2 separate regions of the Mus musculus genome follow, and region 2 is linked to region 1. Evidence: chromatin contacts called from public HiChIP or PLAC-seq data. All regions are on one chromosome and are shown on one strand. Each heading gives the region's core, a stretch centred on a gene start, on an enhancer-like site or on the middle of the called end of the contact. The rest is flanking DNA. Distances are from core to core; before and after follow the strand shown.

What was found. HiChIP or PLAC-seq counts read pairs in DNA pulled down with a chosen protein or histone mark.
Region 2: a FOXA1 HiChIP or PLAC-seq map of pancreatic cancer cells shows a contact between it and region 1. The contact joins two enhancer-like sites. A contact is called at or near these places in 1 of 115 datasets of contacts at active chromatin or transcription factors (pancreatic cancer cells) and 2 of 9 other capture datasets (adipose tissue and liver).

The regions. Positions count from the first base shown.
Region 1 is chr7:80,594,568-80,602,104 of GRCm38.p6, forward strand. It overlaps Crtc3 (CREB regulated transcription coactivator 3), which reads right to left. Exons shown (of 15, transcript NM_173863.2): 10 at 4,180-4,397; 11 at 1,043-1,341. Among named protein-coding and RNA genes, the nearest start is that of Gm15880, 38 kb to the right of the region's middle. Within about 2 kb of position 4,089, at least 21 of the 459 cell types and tissues checked have an H3K27ac peak or open chromatin away from gene starts, as enhancers often do. A contact at or near this core is called in pancreatic cancer cells, where this site is marked.
Region 2 is chr7:80,763,587-80,771,123 of GRCm38.p6, forward strand. Iqgap1 (IQ motif containing GTPase activating protein 1) reads right to left here. Exons shown (of 38, transcript NM_016721.2): 3 at 4,723-4,879; 4 at 3,299-3,376; 5 at 1,709-1,785. Among named protein-coding and RNA genes, the nearest start is that of Iqgap1, 36 kb to the right of the region's middle. Within about 2 kb of position 2,780, at least 139 of the 459 cell types and tissues checked have an H3K27ac peak or open chromatin away from gene starts, as enhancers often do. A contact at or near this core is called in pancreatic cancer cells, where this site is marked.

The sequences.
Region 1 (7,537 bases), core at 2,839-5,338:
AGAACCATTTGCCATTTGAAACCATGTGCAGTTTCTAAACTTAAACATTAAACAAGTAATAATATTAGAGAGCTAATGTTCTCCACTTTAAAATGTATCTAGAAAGCAAGAATACTTTTGTAGCTCATGAAATAATCTTACAAAGAAAAACTAAAACAAATCCAATAATTTTTAAAAGCAAAAAAATTTAAAACTTACTAAATGCCCTCTCATCTTCTCCAGAAGAAATCCCTTGGCCAGTAACTAGTAGAGTGATGACTAACCAGATCATCTAGACTTCTTCCCTTGTGTTCTAACAAGTCCTTTTGGTAAACCATTACTCATTTACACGAAGCAGGGACTAGTTACTGAAGTTATAATGGATCTAGTGTATGGCAAATGGGTCAAAAATATATTTACCAGTTGTTATGACAAGAAGGCCCCACCCTGAGAGTTTAGAATAAAAACAAAGCCAGCGAGCCCAATGTCACATCCCTCCACGTCCACAATGGGCTGAGGCTTCCAGATGTGCCTCTTTCTAAGCAGACTCCTTCTGGAGAGCTGTCAGCCTCATTACAGCTAGGCTTTTATATAATAAGAGTACTGGTTTTCACGTATCTAGTGGACTGAGGGAAGAGGTTAATCCACTATTGAAGTGTCAGAGCACCAAGTGTCTTGGGGGTTTTTCTCTGTGATTTGCTGTAGTTATTAGGTTAGTGATTGATTTTTTTTTTTAAATAAAGTTTGCAACTTTAGCCTGAACTGCCTTTCATTCTGTAAACCCCAGCCCTTTCCCCAGGCCCAAGTTTATGAGTTAATGACTAAAAATAGTTTAATATTCACTTCAGGCATAAACATCACAAACCTGCTATTATAAAATCAGAAATGCACACCCCTTCTCTCTTATTCTGGGAAAAAGAGAAGCATGCACTTGCAAGGGACTGCATGCATCTCAGGGATGCGCAGTGTGACAACGCTGACCAGATCCTGACCAGCCCAGAGAAGTTAGGTCGTCGACTGCCCAGCCTGCTGACTGGAGATACTGCAGAAGCATCTTTCTCACCTGGGAGGCAGGATACGGGTTCAGTGGGCTGGTCGCAGAGAGCTGTCTGCTGAAGCCTTGATGTGCTTCAGGGCCAGGAGAGAGCGTGAGAGGGCTGACTGGAGGCTGCCTGCGCCGAGAGGGGCCACTCAGGTTTGTGGTGGAAAGAGACGGGTTGCTAAGGGAGAAGAGCCGGAGGGAGGGGTGCAGAGCAGAGGCGTTGGCCACAGACGGCTGCGGGTGGCACTTGAGGGACGAGGAGAGTGCCATCTTACTGAGTGTGGCTTGGATGGAAGGGTTACTTCGAGAACTTTGGAGACCTGAAAGATAACGGAGTCACAAGGATCTTTTGGTGACTTTGGATCAAAGCTTTGGTTTTCCAAAAAGTCAAGCAAAGTTCCTACTAGCTGCACAGTCACTCTCTATGTGCGAGAGCTTCTGGGCAGCTCTCTTACTGAAAATGTCTCAGGTGGACCAGTGACAAGGAAAAGAAACCATATTTAGAGAGCTGCCGCCAAGCAGCCAGCTTGAATGAGAAAAGAATCTGTGTGCCCAAAGCGGAAGAAGATTGACACAACCGTCCCTGGGGAGGCTTGGGTGGAGTGAGCTCAGGCTCACCTCAGGGAACAGAACCTCAGGCTGGACAACAGCCTACTCAGAGCCTCTATGAGCATCTGGATCCTCTATGAACGTCGGAGAACATACTTCCCCTAGACCTCTCAGCCTTAAAGTCCACTCTTTGATTTTGGCTTCCTTATAAACTGTTAAAAGTGTTTCCCAACTCAGGGGGAAGGACATTTCTGCTAGTCTCTTGTTTCTCTGAGGTGAAGGGGGATGAATCTTAGTATTAGCAAGACCATCTGCAGTGGTGTCTCCATAGTCCAGGAAGCTAGAGACCCTGTCCTGTGCCCTGCTGGATCCTTGGTGCTTGGCTCAAGCCACCCACAAACAGCACCTCTTAGTGAACAAGATAGCTGCTGCTGCTGCTTTGACAGGTCACACCCGCAGTTAGTTCAGTCCACTGCTCTGTGCTAAAAGTTAAGAAGCAGAAATGTGTGTTAGTGTTGATTTTTTTAAAAAATTGTCTGTGGGGTCAGGATAGATAGCTCAGTGGCTGAGAACTTGCTTAGAATTCCTAAGGTCCTGGGCTCAATCTCTTGAACCACAAACAAAACAACAACAATAGCAATAACAACAACAGCAACAGCAACAGCAACAGCAGCAACAACAGCTAGTCTAAGAAAAGGTGAGATGTCGGTAGCTTAAACTGTAAGGAGAGCTAGAGATCTGAATTCAATTATAAAAGAAGTCTCATTCAAAAAGAAAGTCTAAATATATTTCAAAAGCATGTATTCCAGGCTTAAGAAAAGAAAAAGGGAAGGGGAACGGAGGGGAACGGAGGGGAGGGGAGGGGAGGGGAGGGGAGGGGAGGGGAGGGGAGGGGAGGGGAGGGGAGGGGAGGGGAGGGAAGAAGAGACACTTAGGCTGGCAGGAAATTTGTGATGGACCTGCCATAGCTTTCTATATTTTTATGATATATACATAATTTTATTTTATGTGTATGAGTGCCTGCCTACATGTATGCATGTGCACTGCATATATGCCCGGTGCTAACAGAAGCCAACAGAGGGCAACAGATCTCCTGGGACTGGAGTTACAGGGAATACTGAGCCATCGTGTAGGTGCTGAGACCTGAACCTGGGTCCTCTGCAAGGAGAGGCAAGGGTTAACCAATGGGCCATCTCTGTAGCCTCTGTACCATACATTTTTTAAGGTGGAGACACTATAAAGCTAAGTGGTGTTCTACATAAAATGATGTGTGTGGAAGAGGGTAACTGTCAATGACTGAACACGAGGTTCTCAGCTAGAAACAAAGCCTACAGTGCCAGCTTCTTCAAGGTCCGAGGGAGCTATGGCGATGGTGTTTTGTTTCAGTGACGCTGGGTATCACTGTTCACTGAGAGAGAATTCATCTAAAAGGGTAATTCTGAATCTAGAACTCTTAATGGGTTTGAGTTTCTGTTGTGAAATAAATCAAAGAAACTCAGAATCATGAGACCGATGTCTTCTTAAAGTGCAACCCAGGCCCCTCGGAACACTCTGAAATATCTTGTATCAAAGACAGTGCCATGTGGCTTCAGAACTCACTCTTGACAGTGAATTTGCACACACATGACTTGATTTCTAAAGTATCAGAACTCACCTTAAGAGATACAAGACAGTTTATTATTAAACGGCACCTCCTTCAAGAAATGCCCTCCTGAAATAAAAGTAAGAGTGGGCTCTGCAACCAGCTGTGCAGAGCTGAAGCCATGCTGCTCAGCAGGAGCCCACGGCCCCACTGCAGCCCCACTGCAGCCCCACTGCAGCCAAGGCAGGGAACCCTGTGGGGCCATTCCCAGGTGGGCAGGCTCTGCTCTGCCTGGTGAGCCTCAGTGAAACAGAGTGGAAACCAGCAACCACTTCCCCCACTGACGTCCGGCCACTGAGGGGCCTTTCTAGATGGAACTTTCCTCAGCACCATCTCTGGCAGGCACCATGAACTGGGGTGGATGGAGGATGGGGTACCACCTGCTCTGGGTGCTGACAAGAGGAGCGTTGGCTCAACCTCAAGTCATCTTTCCGGAAACACAGGGTCTGGGCTGGGGACAATCAAGCCTGCACAGTAACACTACATCATATTACAAGGAACCTGACTACAGACAGTACCACATCCCTAAGCACTTCTGAACACCTGAATAGTTTTGAACTTTTGTAGATTTCTACTTCATCTACATGTTAAGTATAAATATTTCCATCATACCCACTGTACATTTTCTAAAATTTAAGATACTGTCCTTTTGAAGTCCAGTGGGGAACTGGGGAGAGCTCAGGAAGGATGAAATGATCAGAGATCACCATATGCTGATACGAACTGCACGTCGCTCTGGGGTGGCACCTATTTCTCCACTCCCAAACGTTCCTCCCCAAGTTCTCTGCACACATGGGCTCGTGACGACAGTGAAGAAGGAGGCGCGACAGAGCTGCTCCAGAGCTTATCAAACAAGCAGAAATGGGGCCCCTAGAGCAGAAGCCAGCCAGTACAAGGATGTGGTGGCTCTCATTCAGTGGTGCACCAAACACACACAGCAGGGGACACAGCTGAGGCCCTTACTCACCAGAGGAGGTTCTTATCCCCAGGTGAGTCATGGCAGCTGGAAGGTTGCCCACGCTGTTCCCCACACTCATGCTACCAAAGAGGTGGTCGCTGGTGTCCAGGGAGGCTGGCAGGGGTGCTGAGTAGTGGAGGTTGGTTAGATCTGGTAACGACCCTCCGGTGTTCAGGGTGCCCAGGAACGGTGAGAGGCCTGTGTTCTGGCCATTATGTGGGAAAGCACTGAAAGAAGAGAAAGCATTACTTGTACAATGCATTTGGCTGTGGGAAAATGGGATGCAAATGCTGCCTCTGCCTTGCTGATGACTGAGACCCATGAGGGGTGCCTCTCATGAGAACGCAGTCTGTCAGCTTACCCTCTCTGGAATGCAATTTCCTTACATTTTTAAAAAAAGGATTTATTTATTTATTATATGTAAGTACACTGTAGGTGTCTTCAGACACACCAGAAGAGGGCATCAGATATATACATTTGCAGATGGCTGTGAGCCACCATGTGGTTGCTGGGAATTGAACTCAGGACCTCTGGGAGAGCATTCAGTGCTCTTACCCGCTGAGCCATCTCTCCAGCCTGAAATTTCCTTACATGTTAAATGAGACAGATTACTTTGCAAACTGTAAGTCACTATATAAAATGTAAAATACTACATCATATTTAGAGTCCCTTTTGCTAGCTCTCTAAATTATTTTTGCTACCCAAACCACATACACAAAAAGTATCTTTGGGGCAACTAGATACCTTCCAGGATATATTGTTTCAATTAAAATTTCAAAAACTTTTAAAACGTAGCAATTTGGGGTTGGAGAGATGACTCATTGGTTAAGAGTTTTGACTGCTCTTCTAGAGGTCCTGAGTTCAATTCCCAGCAAGGACATCGTGGCTCACAAGCATCTGTAATGGGATCCAAATGCCCTCTTCTGGTGTGTCTGAAGACACCTACAGTGTATTCATATAAAAATAAAATAAATAAATTTAAAAAAACATAACAATTTTTACTTTTTAAAGATTTACTTTATATTTGTATTAGACGCACGCATTTGTGTGTGTGTGTGTGTTCATGGGACTGCAGGTGGCCTTGGAGGGCAGAAGAGAGTTATGCTGGATAGTTTTATGGCAACTTGACACAAGCTAAAGTCCTGTGAAAGGTGATGACCTGAATTGATAAAATGCCTCCATAAGATTGGGCTGTAGGCAAGCCTGTAGGGTATTTTCTTAATTAGTGATTGATGAGGGAGGCCCCAGATCATTATGATGGTGTCACCCAGGGGCTGGTAGTCCTGAGTTCTATAAGAAAGGAGGCTTAGCAAGCCATGGGAGCAAGCCAGTAAGCAGCACTCCTCGATGGCTCCTGCATCAGCTCCTGCCTCCAGGTTCATGTCCTATGTGAGTTTCCGTCCTCACTGCTTTTGATGATAAACCGTTATATGAAACTGTAAGCATAAAGACTCTTTTCTCCCCAAGTTGTTTTTGGTCATGGTGTTTCATCACAGCAATAGTAACCCTAACTAAGAAGGGTGTTGGACCCCTGGAGCTGGAGTGACAAGTGGTGTAGGTCATCCATTGGTTCCTCTGTAAGAGCAAGCAACAAGTGCTCTTTCTCACTGAGCCATCTCTCCAGGCAAGTTTCCATAATCATGAAAATAAGGAAAACATTGCCATTCATTGATTAAAACCATTGACTGATCGTTGTGCACCAGGTACAAGGGCAAGCCCAAGAAGTGATGAGCAAGCAAGGTATATGCTCATGGCTGGGTCTGTCCTTGGTATTTGCACACCTAGGGCAAGAGTGCAATGGAAGTTAGCACTGCATCTGTTTTAGTCTATGTGCGCTGGAGGAGGGGTGCACATATGCCAGTGCCAGGGGAGGGTGGCAGGGATCCTGTTCTGTTACTCTCTGTTTTGTTCTCGTGACACTGGGCCTCACTGGAGCTGGAACTAGGCTGGAAGCAGCAGGCCCCAGTAATCCTCCCGTCTCCACTCTCTATAGCAATAGGGTTACAGCCATGTGTGCAGCCACCCCCAGCTTTTCACAAAGGTGCTGGATTTTAAACTTGGGTTCTCAAGCTTTCACAGCAAAAGCTCTGACCAGTGAGCCCTCACCCTGGCTCCTGCCGTAATCTTCCAAAGTTATAAATCAAAGGAATAAATCCTCCTGTCTTGGCAAATCATACCTTTATTTATAATAGATCGATTCAAATATAGACATCCCAGAATTCTTGGGGCCTTATATTAGCATACACTGGGACTGGCAGATATACCCAGTTTCCTTAGTTCATATTTCCTTCCAATACCCAGTCCTGTTCTGCACTGGAAGGTGGGTATGTGACTGTCACACGTACATGTGTGCTGTGGGTCCCTGCAGTTTCTAGAACTCTGGCAGCTTGGGAGTGAGCCCTCTCAAGGACAAGGCTTCTTGGTACTCATGAAGGAATTGTGTTCTTAGAGTCCAGAGAAGGAGCAACAGAACAATCAAGCAGGCAGCTGTAATGCGGTAGGAAGCATGCTGTGCTAGGAGTGGTTAGAGTATAATCAAGAGGTACAAGGAACACTGAGCACAAAAGCAAGAGATGCTGAAGACAGGAAAGTCATGTCCAGGAAGGCTACTCGTGGGACATGACATGGTGCTCATAGAACCTCGAGATGCCTGGTGTGGCCGAGGCAGTGCAGGCAGTGCAGGTGTTGAGAGGTGAAGAGGGAGAGGCAAATGTGGAGGAAACAGAAGGGAAGATGTTGTTGGGAAGACTAAGTCTTGAACTATAGGAGAGGGGGAACCAAGTGTTAGCTAGAGATGTTACTGTGGCTGTAGCATGAGAGATGGCTTAAGGGAACAGAGAGGGGCAGCAGGCCAGGTCAGGAGCTCTTGCAGGGTCCCAGCTCAATCCACGATAGAGCAGTGTGGCTGATGAGAGAGGACGGGCTGGAGAAAACCAGAGAAGAAATGGGTCACTCAACCCAGCACATCTTGTGGAGAGTGACCAGCCACAACTCTTGGCATCAGAGCCTATAGGAGACTCCGATAAAGCAGGAGACAGTCATAAAGAGTGCAATGTGTGAAATGATCAGCTTACCCCTGCAATCACAGAGCCTGACGGTATCTAGAACGGAGGGAGTGACCAGCAGATGGGAGGAGGCTTCCTGGAGGCCATTGGAAGCTTTTTTTTTTTTTTTTTAAGACAGGGTTTCTCTGTGTAGCCCTGGCTGTCCTGGCACTCACTTTGTAGACCAGGCTGGCCTCGAACTTAGAAATCTGCCTGCCTCTGCCTCCGGAGTGCTGGGATTAAAGGCGTGTGCCACCACCTCCCTGCGGAAGCTAAATTTGAAAGCTGAGGAATTCAGGTGAGCCAGGCAGGAAAGCCATTTT
Region 2 (7,537 bases), core at 1,530-4,029, 170 kb after region 1:
TGGTTTCCTTTGTGATGGTGGTGGTGGGGTCTCACTCTGCAGTCCTAGCTGGCCTGGAACTCACTATGTAGCCGAGGATGACCTAGAACACGGATCCTTCTAACTCCAGGCTAGCATCAGGGCTCAGAAGGATAAAATCTTAGGGAAAGAAAGGAAAGCACACACACCCCAGAGAACGGAACGTCAGCCACAAAACAACTGAGTACCACCGCGATGGAACAACCACCTCTGGTACAGAGCCAGAGCATAGCTCAGTGACAGCACACTTGCCTGCCACGGGCCAGGTGTGGGTAAGACTCCAGCACTACATCAAGTTGGGGGAGGGAGGGTCCTGTGTTACTGCTGGTCCAAAGGAAGAGGGCGTCCCACACAGTCCCACACAGCAGTGAGGTGGTACTCTGTCCCGAGAGCTGCTGTTGAGGTCCTGAGTGGTTAACACCCTCTTCCTGCATACAACCAAGGGCTGCCAACTTACCTTTCAGGAAAAACACCAAGTGGGAGGAAAGAAACCATGAATCCCAAGCCAGAACACTCTGCCCTGCCTGTGCTTTCTAAGCAAAGACTGCATAAGCAAGAGCAGTGGAGAACAATGGCGGACTTCCTCCCTTTGTTCTGATCCCATCATTAGGAAGGCACAGGAACTCCTCATCTCTGTATTTCAAAGAATTGAAGGCTTGGGACGCAGGCTACATCAGAGGCTACAGAAGGAGCAGAGAGGAATTCTGCCAGCTTAGCCTCCCGTGCTTGCCAAGTTCAGACAGCCACTGTAGGCATGGCCTTTACAAGGTTATCGCCAGACAGACCTCAGCACACCAAGCCAATCACAATGCCGAGAATTAATCAGGCTTTGGCTCAGACACAAGCATTTGAATTCATTACGCTCTTAACACAGAAATGTACTAGCCACCTGCAGTCACTCTTCTGCACGCTCACAATGATGCTGGTGATACCTAGGTTCCAACCCAAGTTTCATAAAAGCACTGAGATGGGGCAGCTCGGTGGAAGAAGGTATGAGATAAGCGGCTTCTTACAGGTCCCTGCTATCCTTTTCACTTGTAAAATTAACACTGAGGCTATATATATATAGCAAGCGGAATCCAAGCAAACAAATCTCACCCTCACGTCCCACTTCCTCCCCAACCTTTCCCAGTCCTAGAGCCATGAAGGAATCGGATAACACATTATACCACCATTCCCAACTACCCAAGTGTTTATCTTCCTCTCCCCTACCCTCTCTTCAGACACAGCCCTGTCTCTTGCTAATTCAGTACCCTGCTGGTTCTAAGAAGTGGGAACTTGCAATTAAGTCATTTTCCATGAAATTATGCTTTACTTCCTATCATATTTGTGTTGGTATAAAAATTACTTGTTGAATGAACAAATAACAATGGAAGGTCCCAGCTGGCTGAATGGATAAAGGACATCACACCCTGATTAAGATGCAGAGTTCAGAGAGGTGCCAGATAAAAAAAATGAAAGCTAATACCGTGTTTCTGCAACAATAATATATTACGGGGATAAACAAATCCCTTCTCTCTGCTCCCTAGAAAAACACAGGTGTTTCGGTAAGGATAATAGCCTTCTATTCTGTTTGAAAATCCTCGAGTTGATATAAAACCCCTTTCATTCTTGCAGCACAGACAAAAAATACACGCTGGACTGCGCAGTTATCCTTAGGTGACTTATTTTGCTAAGAAGCCCTGGTTACCTGAGGGCGTGGATACAGTAGATGCATCTTGGCATGTTCTTCCGGTCATAGATATCTGTGGTTTCTGGGTAAAAAATCTAGGAAGAAATCAAAGAAGTAGACTGAATGGATTGGTTAGAAGAATCAGGAAAGGAATAAAGAAAGACCTTTACTAAGACAGACCAGACCTCAGGAAAAGATCTTCCTGAACACAGCAGTAACATCAACATTTGCAGGAGAGTGAGGAGAGAGCCTAAAGCTCTCTGCAAGGCAGAGAGTAACAGAAACCAGGTAGTTAAGTAGGGTGAAATCAGACGATTGCTATCATGTCCAAAGCCACACCAGTGGGACAAGGATGGAGCCTGGCTTTGGAGAGAAGGATAAAAGCAGAGCTTAGAGCGCACAGGAGGCGGGAGCCAGGCTATGCTGACTCACTAGAGAAGGAAGCTGGAGAAGCAGGCTACAAAGTTGTTGTGATGGTGGATGGATAAAAGAGGCATTTCAGATAAATGGAGAAAGTTTGGGGAGGGACTGGATGAAGGGTCTAGGTTATCTCCAAACTTTAGAGACTAAGCTCAAGGCTTGCCTGGATGCATAGTGAGCTGAAGGGCAGCCTGGGAAACCCAGTGAGACTGTCTGAAAACATCAACCAGTGCAGGCTGAGGACACAGCTCAAGGGTAGAGCACTTGCCTAGCTACCATTAAGGCCTGGGCCCTTCTCTAGTGACACCATAAAACAAAACAAAACAACAAAAAACCTTAGCAACTGCAAACATAAACACACTCTAAATACCATCCAAAGGACACTAAATTGTCATCACTCATAGATGACAACACTGTATGAAAGGCAGGAAGTCACAGGTTCACAGTGTAGTAGTTTACACTAGTGTGCATTTTACATTACAGAAAACAGGAACAGGAGGTATAGGTACACAGAAAAGCCAGGTAACCATAGCAACTTGGTGCAATGCATTTCCTGACATTTGTGGGACAGAAATCTCAAAAGCACCCTTGGTAGAGAAGAGCAGCCCAGCAGCTTGCTCTGAGGAAGTGGGGATGAAAGCTGGCCTCTCACACAGATGGAAATCCACGTCTGAGTCAGCTCAGCATCTGAGTCAGCTCAGCAGACCCACGTGTAACCAAGACCTGAGCACTCACTCTGCTAAGCACCAGAGGCTGGTCACTCACTGTGCGGCACTCCACAGCTCACCTGTACCCTTGTTCTTTCTCAGTTCCAAAAACCTAGAACATATATATATATATACATATATATATCACATACACATATATACATATATATATTCTTTTCCTGAGTCAAACTGAAAAGAACCCTTATCATTAAGAAGGAGCAGGCCAAAATTAGGTAGCACGGTGTTGCATACCTATAAACCTAGTCTCTGGAAGCTGAGGCAGAAGCATTGTGAGTTCCAACCAGCCTAGAGTACAGCTTGAGCTACTATCCCAAAAACAACAAAGAGAGGCATAAAGGGAGGGAAGGAAGAACAGAAGGAAGGACAGACAGATCACCGACTGCTTTGCAGAATGATTTTGCAGGTTGAATGAGAGCTATTATGCCAATTGGCAGCGGCACGGGTGGGTACCGCAGCTTACCTTAGGCAACCCAATCTCATCCATGGCATTCAGCCACTGAATCACATTATCCGTGTGTCTGAAGTGGAGGCCGGTAGCCTGGAAGCAAGCACAAGAGCATCCGCTGTTGGCAAGCGCTATGTGCTGTGAGTTGCTACACCATTCCCTCCCTTAAGCGTCACTACACTCCCATCTCAGTACCAGGAAGCTGTGCTCTGCCCTCCTCTCACTTAGAAACTGCCTGGTGAACCTCCCTCAGCAGTGTGCTTATAGCTTGGTGTCTGGAATCACACTACCCGAGACTCTGTTCTCGGGCGTAGACATCTGCTGGTGACAGTTGGCAAGCCATTCAACCTTGCAGTCTGAGTCACTTCATCTATAGTGGTTTCATGCATCTGCTGTGAGCCTGACGAGAAGGTACACACACAAACCATGGAGGCTAGTGTGGGGTTTGAGCAGATAGTCCCCAGCTAACAGTGCAAAGAGGTGACTGTAATGTGATGAGGGTCCTAACGTCATCAGTGACTGATCCATTGACTAAGTTCATAGCTGATTGGCCCGGCGGGGTGGGAGTGGGTCACTCGTTCAGTGTCCTATTCCCCTAGTCCCCTCACTCCTCAGCCACCATGAGGCAAGTCTTGTGAGCTTTGCTCCCTGCTATAGCCAAGAAAGACTGGAGCAAAATGACCACAGACCCCAGGGAACTGTGGGCCACATTAATCATTCTTACTCTGATTGTTCTCATTTCAGATGATCAATACATATAGTGATTTTTGGCTAAGGACCTATACCTCCTTGACATGAATTTAAACCTAAAACATAAAAACCATTTTCACAGTCTGTAGCTTTAAGCTCATGTGGCTTTCGGCTCAGTCCTGAAAGTCAGCTCGTTTCACTCTGGCTATGCAATCCTCCACTGTCTTTCAAACTAATCCAGGGGCAAGTTCCTGTCAGGGGCTCTAGAGATGGGAAATCTGGTCCTTCTCAACATCCCAGCCATCCTCTTCCTCTTCCCGGATGGCCACAGACTCAGTCCGTCCACTCACTTAAGCTTTTTGACATTAAGGCTCTTTCTCATTTTATCTTGAACTCCTCCAGCGTTGCAGGAGGAATTTTCCCAAAGTCACCATAGCTACACTTCAGTGCCTAGTTCTCCGTGACAATGGTAATTCCCCCCAGTCACTTCCTCTACTTTCTAAGAATGAAAATATAAATCATCCAGGACTGAGAAATTAATTAATTAACGTGCTACCAGAACCGCTTGGCTGACAGCGTCTCCGCAGTGCTCACTGTGTGCTACTCTGTACTCTGGGCTTCTTAAAGGTGGGCTTTGCTTGGAACCAGCACACACCTTGCATGGACTTCTCCACAGATGCCGCACAGAACACGCGTGCTAACCCTCTCACGCTCACAGTTATATTCTAAGCACCAAGCAAAGGACTCACCTTGTATCTGGTCTGTTCTCGATCATAGATTTTCTTCAGGGACACCACTTTGGGAGAGAAGAAGTTCCCTAGCTTGGCAAGGTAGACTCCGTTTCTAAGGCCCTCCTCTAGCTCTGTGGTGGGCGGCAGGTCCTCACCTAGGCATGCTTCCATCCACCTGCACAGGAGAAAAGGACGGTCAGAAACCCTTTGTGGACTTCAGTTTCTACTCTCCTGAACCAAATGTAAGACCGCTCTCGAACACATTCAGCACAGACAGGCTTCCAGCTGCGGCTGGGACCTTAAGCAGAGGACAAAAGCCACCTTTTCCACCGGCATGGGGCCGCTCCATGAACCTCAAATTCTGCCTCTAAGTCCTTGTTAGCTCTTAGCAAGGCTGGGAGGATCCATCTGCAACTGAAGCCACTGTCTCAACCACTTACTGGCTGTCACTGGTGGCTTTTTCAGGGCGGTGACCTTCTAGGCTCAGGCACTAAGGTTGCTTTTAACAGTCAATCAGCTAAAATTCTGAAGGAGGAAAGTCCCAAGGAAAAAGAAAATAACAAGCTTTCTCTTAAATAACAAATTCTCTTTCCCGCTTTCCCCCTTTTTTTTTTTTGAATAATGAATTATTTCTAAGTGGCTTCTTGGAGGCAGGAAAGGCATGGCTACAGAAGGGAAATGGAAACTTTCCCACTGGAATCTAATCTCAAGAGTTCAGGGAGTGGGAGCCAAACACAAATTTCTTTCTTTCTTTTTTAAGATTTATTTATTTTATGTATGTGAGTCCACTGTAGCTGTCAGACACACTAGAAGAGGGCATAAGGTCTCATTACAGATGGCTGTGAGCCACCATGTAGTTGCTGGGAATTGAACTCGGGATCTCTGGAAGGAGAGTCAGTGCTCTCAACCACTGAGCCATCTCTCCAGCCCCAAACAAATTTCTAACAGAAATGCAGATAACTAAAATTGTTCATAGTAATGATCTTTAACCTCTTTTCATTTTTTTAACACTTAAAATAAATACACATGTAAGTAAATGTGTGCATGTGTATGTGAGCGTGTGTGTCTCTGTGTGTGTGTCTGTGTGCATGTCTGTGTGTGTCTGTGTGCATGTCTGTGTGTGTGCGCGTGCATGTGTGTGCGCGCGCGTGTGTGTATGTGCATGTGTATGTGTGTGTGCGTGCATGTGTGTGTGTGCATGGTATGTGTCTGTGTGTACAAGCAGCACAAGCCATGGCACTTGAGTAGATGTCAGGAGACAACTTGCTGGAGTCTGTTCTCTCCTTCCACAGTGTGCCCCCACCCCCACCACCCTGGACTGAATTGGGATTATCACACTTTCATGCACTTGTTGTCATGCCATCTTGACAGCCCTTTAACCACTTTTTGCCCGAGTCTCTTGAATCTCCAAGGGAAGCTATAGAGTGCACATTCCAAATGTTCATATACTGAAATTCTCCATATAACCTCAGAGCTTTCGTTGACTTAATGAACCGGGAGTAAGAACTCATAGCTTAACATTATTCCCTCAAGTTATGACGGCTAGCATTATCCTCATTCTCTTGTCCATACTGGGAAGAAATCCAAACATCAGACGCTGCTTGATCTGCTGGACCAAAGGGGAAAGGGGAAAGGGGAAAAGGGAAAGGGGAAAGGGGGAAGGGGGAAGGGGGAAGGGAGAAAGGGGAAGGATGGGGAAGGGGAAGGAGGGGAAAGGGGAAGGATGGGAAAGGGGAAAGGGGAAAGGGGAAAGGGAAAGGAGGGGAAAGGGGAAAGGGAAAGGAAGGGAAAGGGAAAGGGGAAAGGAAGGGAAAGGGGAAAGGGAAGAGAAAGGGGAAAGGGAAAGGAAAGGGGAAAGGGAAAGGGGAAAGGGAAAGGAAAGGGGAAAGGGAAAAGAAAGGGGAAAGGGAAAAGGAAAGGGAAAGGGAAAGGGAAAGGAAAGGGCAAAGGGAAAGGGAAGGGGAAAGGGGAAAGGGGAAAGGGAAGGGAAAGGGGAAAGGGAAAGGGAAGGGAAAGGGGAAGGAAAGGGAAAGGGAAGGGAAAGGGATAGGGGAAGGGAAGGGGAAAGGGAAAGGAAAGGAAGACAGGCAGGCTGGCTGCTGTGGGACAGAGAGCAGTCACCACAGGGCATGCCACAACATTTTCTTTCTAAGAGTTTACTGCTAAAAAGAAAATGGATGACCAGTTGTGTTGGCACACAGCTCTGATCCCAAACTTGGGAAGCAGAGGCAGGTGGATCTCTGTGAGTTCAAGATCAGCCTGGTCTACATACTGAGTTTCAGGACAGCAAAGGCTATGGAGAGAGACCCTGTCTCAGAAACCAGTGTTGGGGAGTGGAGGGTGAACAGGATCGTTCTGACGAACAGCTGCTGGCACCCCCAGCTCTCAGGGGACCTTCTAACTTGGGTTCTCATTAACAGGAACAAGCCTCACAACAAAAGCTAAAGTCAAAAGCAGCAGCACACAATAGACAAAGAAAAAATATTTACTCTTTGCTTGATATGATGTCAATCCATAGGGCAGACTGTGGATAATAGCATAATGGGCTCATGTGCCCAAGTGAGAGGGCCACAGTTCCCTTAGGTGATTGATTAGATCTTCCTCCTCTCTGAAGTTATTAGACCAGATTGAAAATAAAAGGCGGGACTGACTTAGGTGATCTCCTATAATCTTTTGTCTCTGCCCTCCGTGGTCCAATAGCTATAAAGCAGTCCTCATTAATGCCAACACTTACAAGTTCCCTGCAGTAAGGTAGGATACTAGACACAGCACCCCAGCCCAGAGTTAGAAAAGCCAACTGTGATTTGGTGGCCGGATAGCAGAGGCAGAAGTC